3 separate regions of the Mus musculus genome follow, and all the other regions are linked to region 2. A link is a contact called in public Hi-C and promoter capture Hi-C data. All regions are on one chromosome and are shown on one strand. Each heading gives the region's core, a stretch centred on a gene start, on an enhancer-like site or on the middle of the called end of the contact. The rest is flanking DNA. Distances are from core to core; before and after follow the strand shown. Region 1 has its middle 36 kb from the start of Gm24296. Region 2 holds the start of Baz1a (bromodomain adjacent to zinc finger domain 1A). Region 3 overlaps Baz1a (bromodomain adjacent to zinc finger domain 1A).

Region 1 (2,700 bases), core at 8-2,507, 47 kb before region 2:
GACAAATAGACTCCTTCTGTGACTAATAATAAGAAAGTTAAGGACTTTTTTAGCCTTAAGTGCTCATAATATAATTATTTAACCACCCATGGACCATCCCTTATTTGTTTGCTCTCCCTAAAGTCCTTGCTAACTGTTTCACTGATTGTGCAGCTACTATACCCAAAACAAGCAAATAGACTGTTGTTCGATGTATCCAAATGTTTCCCTGAAAAGATGCTGCTTTGTGCAGGGACGGGGCTGTGAGCTATCAACTGGTTGTATGACTTTGTCACTTTAACCTTCAGTTTTCTCACTTGAAAATGAGGGGTTAAATGATCCGTAGTGCCTCCTGTGTAATTTTTACTATGGGGAATGCCAATCTTTATTATAGATGTTGTAAAGTCATACTTCTTAAGTTACAAAGCAAATACAAGGAGCTAGAGCCATGGCTCAGCATATAAGGGCACTGGCTCTGCTCTCCCAGAAGGTCAGGGTCAGACTTCCAGCCCCTAGGTGCTGGCTCACAATGGTCTGTATATTATTCCAAAGATGTAACAACCCTGTCCTAGACTCTATGGTGCATAGACATACATACAGGCAAAACAGTCAGACACATAAATAAATAATGAAATGATTTAAAAATACAAAAACCAAATACAGAGCTGGAGAGAGGGCTCAGGGGTTCAGAACACAAAACTCATGTAGCTGACTGTGGTTCCTATGACCCACATGGGGAGGCTCACAACCACCTTTAACTCCTAATCCAAGGTGATCCACAGCCTCTGACCTTTGTGGGCACTAGACAAACACACACACACACAGAAACAGACACACATACACAGGCATACACACACAGAGACACAGACACACACACATGTAGAGACATAGAGACAGACACACAGAGAGACAGAGAGACAGACACACACACAGGCACACACACACAGACACACACACACACATACATAAACATACACACAGGCTCACACAGACACACATAAACAGACACACAGAGACACACACACTCCACACAAATATATATGCATAATTTTAAAAATTAAAATAAAAAATGTAAAGAAATACAGGCCTTATTCTAATTGTAAGCCAGGGGATAGAAATGGTACATCTGCCTGGGTTTCCTTTCTCTCTCTCTCTCTCTCTCTCTCTCTCTCTCTCTCTCTCTCTCTCTCTCCTTTCTTCTCCTTTCTTCTCCTTTCTTGACACATTGTAGCCATGTCTGGCCTCCAGCTTACTATGTAGCCAAAGCTGGCCTTGACTGTCTTCCTCCCAAGACCTAGGACTACAGGCAAGCACCACCATACCCAGGCTTCAGGGCTGCAAGTAACAGAAGGGAAAAAAGGCCCTAGCTTAGGTAGTAAGGGGAGTTTATAGTCAGGCATGGTTGCTCACACCTGTAATGCCAGCACTCAGTAGGCAGAGGCAGGAAGATTCCCACAAATTGGAGACCAGTCTAAGTTACATAGAGTGTTCCGGTCCAGTCTGGGCTACAGTGAGATTCTGTCTCAAAAGAACTTAAAACAGCGATGGAGCTGCTGTCTGAGTCCTGCTAAAGTGGCCCTGATGTTTGCAATCGTGTGCTCTGGGTTTCAAGTTCAGGACAGCAAACCTCAAGGATGAGCTGATTTCCCATCTTCTGGAGGAAGGACAGGCCCCCAGAATAAGATTCCAGCTGTTAGGGTAGGTGCTGTTGACACAGCCTGTGCCTTCAAGTATCTTAATGAAGGACTTGGCAGATGAAGTTGCTTTTGTTGATGTCAAGAAAGACAAACTAAAAGGAGACAAGTTGGATCTCCAGCATGGTAGCCCCTTTCTTGGGACACAAAAAGGTGTCTGGCAAAGATTATAACCGGGTGACTGCAAACTTCAAACTAGCCCTTCCCACAGCTGAGGCACATCAGACAGAAGGAAAGGGCCTCCTTAATTTGATCTAACATACATGAACATCTTTAAGTCTGTTATTCCTAATGTTATAAAATGCAGTCCAGATTGCAAGTTGCTGGGTTTTTTATTTAGCTTTTTTTTTAACTTATTCACTTTACATCTCACTCACTGCCCCCCTGCCAGTCACCCCTTCCCACAATCCTTCACCCTTCCCGTTTCCCTCCCCTTTTCCTCTGAGTGGATGGGGGGTCCCTGGATACCCTGGCATTTCAAGTCTAAGCTAGGCCCTTTCTCTCCCACTGAGGCCAGACAAGGCAGCCCAGCTAGAAGAACACATCCCACAGACAGACAGTAGCTTTTGGGATAGCCCCCATTCCAGTTGTTTGAAACCCACATGAAAACCAAGCTGCACATCTGTTACATATGTGCAGAGAGGCCTAGGTCCAGCCCATGTATGTTTTGTGTTTGGTGGTTCAGACTCTCAGAGCTCCAAGGTTCCAGGTTAGTTGACTCTGTTGGTCTTCCTGTGAAGTTCCTATCCCCTTCAGGGCCCACAATCCTTCCTCCTATTCTTCTATAAGAGTCCCCGAGCTCCATCCACTCTTTGGCTGTATCTGTCCGAGTCAGCTGCTGGGTGGAGCCTCTCCAAGGACAACATGCTCCTGGCCACAAACATAACAAAGTATCATTAATAGCGCTAGAGATTGGTGCTTGTCCATGGGATGGGTCTCAAGTTGGGCCGCTTATTGGTTAGCCATTCCCCCAGTTTCTGCTCCATCCCCCATGCCTGCATTTCTTGTAGACAGGATAGATTTTAGG
Region 2 (2,700 bases), core at 76-2,575:
AAAAGTTTTTTGTTTGTTTGTTTTTCGGGACAGGGTTTCTCTGTATAGCCCTGGCTGTCCTGGAACTCACTCTGTAGACCAGGCTGGCCTCGAACTCAGAAATTTGGAGGTCAATTTTCAAAACACCAAGTCTTTAAGTGTGTACTGTGTACTTCTCTGAAAAGCATACAGTCTTACGTATATACTTGCCACTGGGAGACTTGTAAGCTTCTGTGGCTATGCTCATGCAGAAATGTGTATGCACACACACTATTAACTGCTTTTTAGTGCCATAGAACAGACTTTCACCAAGTATTATTTTACTCGTTCTATAATCATAGTAGTTTGAGAAGTTCATAACTGGTAAATAGTCTTAAACACCACCACCCACATACAAATAGTTATAGAAGATCCCAGTTTTTAAAATCATTTCACAGCATTAGTAATTAGGAAAAAAAGTAACATTTTACTGGAAGACTATTCCTCAGTTATACTTTTAGACTCATTCTTACATGTTAATTTGCAAATAAGCAAATAGAGTGATGGCAAAAATTATTAAAAGTTGGTGAACATTCTGAATGACTTCTAACTTAGAATATCCTTTTCAATTCAAAAGTCCCAAGTCTTATAAGAATTAAATTTGGTTTCATTTGTGAAAATTACTGATATGGGAAAATTGTTTAATGAGACATCTCGGTAGTAAATTTAACATCGTTAGGACTCTAATTGAACTGAAAATTGACCTTAAGTTACTTGTAGATTATAAGTTACTTATACTTTTTAAAAATTCTGGGTTTAGTTTTAAATATGTAGGGGGATCATATAAGTGAGATGACATTTCAAACTTTTGTCTTTTCCTGAGCTATCAAACTCTTTGAATTGTTTTAAGTATCAAGAAGGACTGGTGTCAAAAAAAGTTCTTTCTTTCAAGATGGATGATTACGCATGCAAAATACTTTGAGGGTTTTAGCGATTTCGTTTCTTATTCTTCCTTTCTTCAAAACGCAATTTAAATCGGAGCCGGAATCCCCTTTTCAACTCAATAGCTGGGCGCTGGTGGCCCATTGGAAAAGATGAAGACTTTACTTTGTCTGCCATGTGTTTAAGGAACACTAGCGCTTTCCCCAGATCTTCTGGCCGATAATCTCAAACATGGAGGATGCTTCTGATTCCTCACGAGGGGTTGCTCCATTAATTAATAATGTAGCTCTCCCAGGCTCTTCGCCCTCTCTTCCTGTATCAGTGACAGGCTGTAAAAGTCATCCAGTAGCCAATAAAAAGGTAGAAGCGAGAAGCGAAAAGCTCCTCCCCACAGCTCTTCCTCCTTCAGAGCCGAAAGTAGCTCAGAAACTTCCCGGGAGCGCGGAGAGGCGGGGAAGTGCCGGCGGGACGCGATCCCCGCGCGGAGCCCGGCAGTGGCAGCGGGAGCGGCGGCGGCCGGGAGAGACTCCGGGGCGGGGCGGGCCGGGACCTCGCGGCGTTCCTCGTGGGAAGGTGCGGCGGCGGGCAAGTGCTCGCAGGTGAGGGGCTCGCCAGCCGGCGTCCCGGGGAACCGGGAACAAAGCGCGGCGGCGCCCGGGCTCCGTGGCCGCCTAGCCCCGGGGATGCGTCGAGCACGTTGCGAGTCCCGGGACCGGTGGTGCGGCGGCCCGGAGCGGCGCTGGGGGGTGGGGGGGGGAGCCGCCGCACCGCCCGCCGCCGGGCGTCCGCCCCATTGTGAGGCGCCCGCGGGGCGCGCCGGGGCCGCGGCCGCCCGACAGACTGGGCACCCCGGCGGCGGGGAGGACCGGACTCGTCTGTCACACAAAAGGCAGCCGAGCCGCCCCGGCGCTCCCCGACCTTACCGGCTTTCTCCTTTCCCTCCAATTTGCTAGGGGCGCGGGCGGACGCGCGCAGCCGGGAGATGCCGCTGCTTCACCGAAAGCCTTTCGTGAGGCAGAAGCCGCCGGGGGACCTGCGGCCGGACGAGGAAGTTTTCTACTGTAAAGTCACCAACGAGATCTTCCGCCACTACGAGTAAGGCCGGCCGCGCAGCGGGGACAGCCGCCCCCGCGCCCTTTTGTCTGTCTGTCTCCTCTTTCTCTCCCGGGGCTCGTGACGGGTGGCCGGGCCGCCCATCCCCCGCGCGCCGTGACCGCGTGGGGCGGCTGGCGGCGGGGCCCGCGGAGGCCGGCGACCGCTCGGAGCCGCCGCGCTCGCCCGGGCGGGCGGAAACTCCCCGCCTCGCCCCTCCCCGCCGTGGCCGCACGCGCTCGGCCGCCGGTTCCGGGATCCCCGCCGGGTCAGCCCGCGCGCCGCCCCGGTGCCTCAGCCCGGAGAGGGATTCTCCGAGCCCGAGGGCAGGAAGCGGGCTGGCCCCGGACTGGGTTTTTCGCGGTCGCGCGTGGCTTCTGACGTTTGGTAGTGGGAGGCTGCCGGGGCTGAGGTGGGGACGGGGCGGGAGTGGAGGCTCGCTCCGCGTTGGGGGCAAAGGGGTTACTTCACCGGCCGGGAGGACGGGGCCGGGGAGCGTTGGGGCACGGGTGTCCTGAGCGGCGGCCTCGCGTCCCGCGCCGCCTAGGCCTGGGAGTGTGCGACGAGAGCCACGCTCTGTCACCGCCTCTTCTTGGTGACTAAACTCCGGTCCCCGGGGAACTCGGCGTCTCCGCCCCCAGGAGACCTGCGAGGGAGTAGTCGAGCGGAGCGTGGGGAAAGGAGTGGGAGATAGCGGGGTCCCGGACG
Region 3 (2,700 bases), core at 3-2,502, 41 kb after region 2:
TGCCATGTTGAATTCCAGGGGTCAAAAGTAGGTCAGGCTTGGCATCAAGTGCTGTTGCGAACTGAACCAGGTCACCAGCCCAGATATGTCACCTTTTGTAGTGCAGTGAGGTGTGTGATTGGTTTGTTTGTCAGGCCACATCATTAGTTTAAGATCTGTAGCAGGTATGTCCAGTGGGCCACATATATCCCAGTATTTAGCCCAACAAAAAAATTCATAAACGTACTTAAACTGTTACATTTTATCATTTAAATTATTATTTTAGAATAACTCAATTGTGTGGTTCTCTAGGATAAACTTTGTAGCAGTCAGTGTTGTATAGCAATGTCACCAGGTGGAACATGCCTGAGGTACTGAGTGCCAATCGGGTTAGCTAATCAGGGTTAGTGACTAGGAGGTGGGGCCAGGGACTACCCTCACTCACAGTTGACTTCTTTTGTCTCCTTTTGTCTTTAGTTCAAAGTATAGATAGCAGTTCAAAAGTGCTGGTTTCGATTTAATATTGTTCATTTTTCTATTTACTTTTTGACTTCTAGTTTATAACTCCTCTAGACTTCAGTTCCATCCCTACTGGCTCATTTTCTTTTTTATATCTTTTTTTAATTAGATATTTTCTTCATTTATATTTCAAATGCTATCCTGAAAGTTCCCTATACCCTTCCCCCACCCTGCTCCCCTACCCACTCACTCCCACTTCTTGGCCCTGGCGTTCCCCTGTACTGGGGCATATAAAAGTTTGCAAGATCAAAGGACCTCTCTTCCCAGTGATGGACAACTAGGCCATGAGCTAAAGAATTAGAGTAAGAAATTGTGCTTGGCAGTGAAGTAGTAAAATAACACACAATCTGACACAGCTCTTCAGTTGATTTTTTTGTTTTGTTTTACTTTTTAGATTCTTTATTTTATGTGTGTGAATGTTTTTGTCAGCATGGCGTTCCTAGTCCCCACAGAGGTTACAGAGAAGGCTTTGGATCTCCTGGAGCTGGAGTTACCATTGTGGGCTGTCATGTGGATAATGAGAACCCAGTTTCTCTGCAAGGCACAAATGCTGGAGACCACTGGGCCTCCTCCAGCCTCTAACTTACAACTCTTATTGGGCTCAAAAGTGCTATTCCTGTACTATTCCTGTTAGAGACTTGACACACTAGAGAACTCGTAACAAATAGAACTTCACTGTTAATGAAATGTCCTGTTCAGTGACAGCTAATTGCCACTTACAGCTTTTGATCCTTATTTGAAGTGAAAATGAGGAACTAACTTTTTATGTATTTATAAAGAGAAAACCCATTTGCGGCTACTGGCCACCATGTCAGACAATGCAGACTTCAGGAATCAATGTGTTCATTGTCAGTAAGTTGCTCCCTTCTGTTTGCCAGCTGCTCCGAATCCTGGGCAGCAGCTGGGCAAAAACCTTTGAAGACCAGGAAAGGAACACAGTTGGTTTCAGGTCCAGGGATGCGTACTCACCGAGCAGCTCTCTACTTTTGTTTGAAAGACATGTACCGAATTTCATTAAGACATTTCCATTTGCCAGGATTGTTGTGCTGGCTTTGTTTCCCTTTGTTTTTTGACTGTCTTGGTTTTGTTTGTTGTGGTGTTTATTGCTGCCCTTGCTGCTTTCAAGGAAAATCAAAGTGATAATTAAAATTGCTTCTTTGAGCGGGGTGTGGTGGCGCACGCCTTTAATCCCAGCACTCGAAAGGCAGAGGCAGGCGGATTTCTGAGTTAGAGGCCAGCCTAATCTACAGAGTGAGTTCTAGGACAGCCAGGGCTACACAGAGAAACCCTGTCTCAAAAAAAAAAAAAAAAAAGAAAGAAAAAAATTGCTTCTTTGAAATCTAATAATTCTCTTTAACTTTATCTTGAACTTGGTGTATGAGGTTAAACACAAAGTGCTTTAAAATTTGCTAACATCTCATTATGTTTTGCTTACAATATCTATGTGAACAGGTGACTAGTTGATGCTGTCATAGCCAATCATTTTTATTTTAATTTTTCTACTAATTTTAATTTTGAAATAATAGTTTAAAAACAATGCTCCTATTTACTTTATTTCTGTTTTTGAACAGCAAATACATTGTTTTTATAATAGGCTTTTTATAATTGATCCATTCCAGTTTTTCTAATTTCTTGAATAATTCCTCTGTGTAGAGTTTCTAATAAAGTTTACTAACTATCTTTGAAAGATGAATATTCTCACTGTGTAGACTCCTGGGCTTAGAAGTCAAGTTTCAAATGTATAGTGATTATCGAGTTCTGATTAAATTGTTAGCACTAATATTACCTTCTTCCCCCAACATCAGCCGGAGAAAACATCTATTTTCTCGTGATAAACTAAAGCTTTTTCTCAAGCAACACTGTGAAGCACAAGATGGAGTCATTAAAATTAAGGTAATGAAAATACTGAAATCATATATTGGAAAGAAATAAAAATAACAAATGTATAATATTATAGATTTGTAACATTGATAGAATGATATTTCAAAGGTGATTTAAATAGCTCTCGTTTTATCTGGGGAGTTAATCTTTAATACTTTTTAAAGTGTTTTTTATTCTACTACCACATTTTATTGAATAGCTGATCAACTAAGGCAGATGAAAACAGGTGGAGAACTTGGAAAGTTGTTTAGTGACTTACGGATTTTAACTGCCTTACAGAGAACAGAAGGACTCATAATAGTGCTAAATAAATGCTCAATT

Evidence for each region. Promoter capture Hi-C pulls out the DNA fragments that hold promoters and counts their contacts. A called contact is a pair of places that touch in the nucleus more often than the background predicts.
Region 1: a contact with region 2 is called in a Hi-C map of Sertoli cells, with 2.0 times the contacts expected there. The contact joins the enhancer-like site here to the promoter of Baz1a in region 2. A contact is called at or near these places in 19 of 39 promoter capture datasets (the 3T3-L1 cell line, 3T3-L1-derived adipocytes, the C10 cell line and 13 more), 1 of 15 datasets of contacts at CTCF or cohesin (large pre-B cells), 16 of 484 Hi-C or Micro-C datasets (B cells, CD4 T cells, CD8 central memory T cells and 13 more), 11 of 115 datasets of contacts at active chromatin or transcription factors (the 230-238 cell line, CD8 T cells, the HPC-7 cell line and 6 more) and 4 of 9 other capture datasets (adipose tissue, liver, macrophages and 1 more).
Region 3: a contact with region 2 is called in a promoter capture Hi-C map of the HPC-7 cell line. The contact joins the enhancer-like site here to the promoter of Baz1a in region 2. A contact is called at or near these places in 16 of 39 promoter capture datasets (the 3T3-L1 cell line, 3T3-L1-derived adipocytes, the C10 cell line and 8 more), 1 of 15 datasets of contacts at CTCF or cohesin (CD8 T cells), 28 of 484 Hi-C or Micro-C datasets (B cells, the Ba/F3 cell line, the C10 cell line and 17 more), 15 of 115 datasets of contacts at active chromatin or transcription factors (CD8 T cells, the HPC-7 cell line, the SCID.adh cell line and 7 more) and 3 of 9 other capture datasets (adipose tissue, liver and pancreatic islet).

Annotation. Positions count from the first base shown.
Region 1 is chr12:55,032,143-55,034,842 of GRCm38.p6, reverse strand. No RefSeq gene overlaps it. Among named protein-coding and RNA genes, the nearest start is that of Gm24296, 36 kb to the right of the region's middle. Within about 2 kb of position 1,257, at least 5 of the 459 cell types and tissues checked have an H3K27ac peak or open chromatin away from gene starts, as enhancers often do. A contact at or near this core is called in Sertoli cells, where this site is marked.
Region 2 is chr12:54,984,961-54,987,660 of GRCm38.p6, reverse strand. It overlaps Baz1a (bromodomain adjacent to zinc finger domain 1A), which reads left to right and starts at 1,325. Exons shown (of 27, transcript NM_013815.2): 1 at 1,325-1,499; 2 at 1,854-1,995. The coding sequence starts at 1,883.
Region 3 is chr12:54,943,668-54,946,367 of GRCm38.p6, reverse strand. Baz1a (bromodomain adjacent to zinc finger domain 1A) reads left to right here. Exons shown (of 27, transcript NM_013815.2): 6 at 2,304-2,391. Among named protein-coding and RNA genes, the nearest start is that of Gm51983, 26 kb to the left of the region's middle. Within about 2 kb of position 1,252, at least 1 of the 459 cell types and tissues checked has an H3K27ac peak or open chromatin away from gene starts, as enhancers often do. A contact at or near this core is called in the HPC-7 cell line, where this site is marked.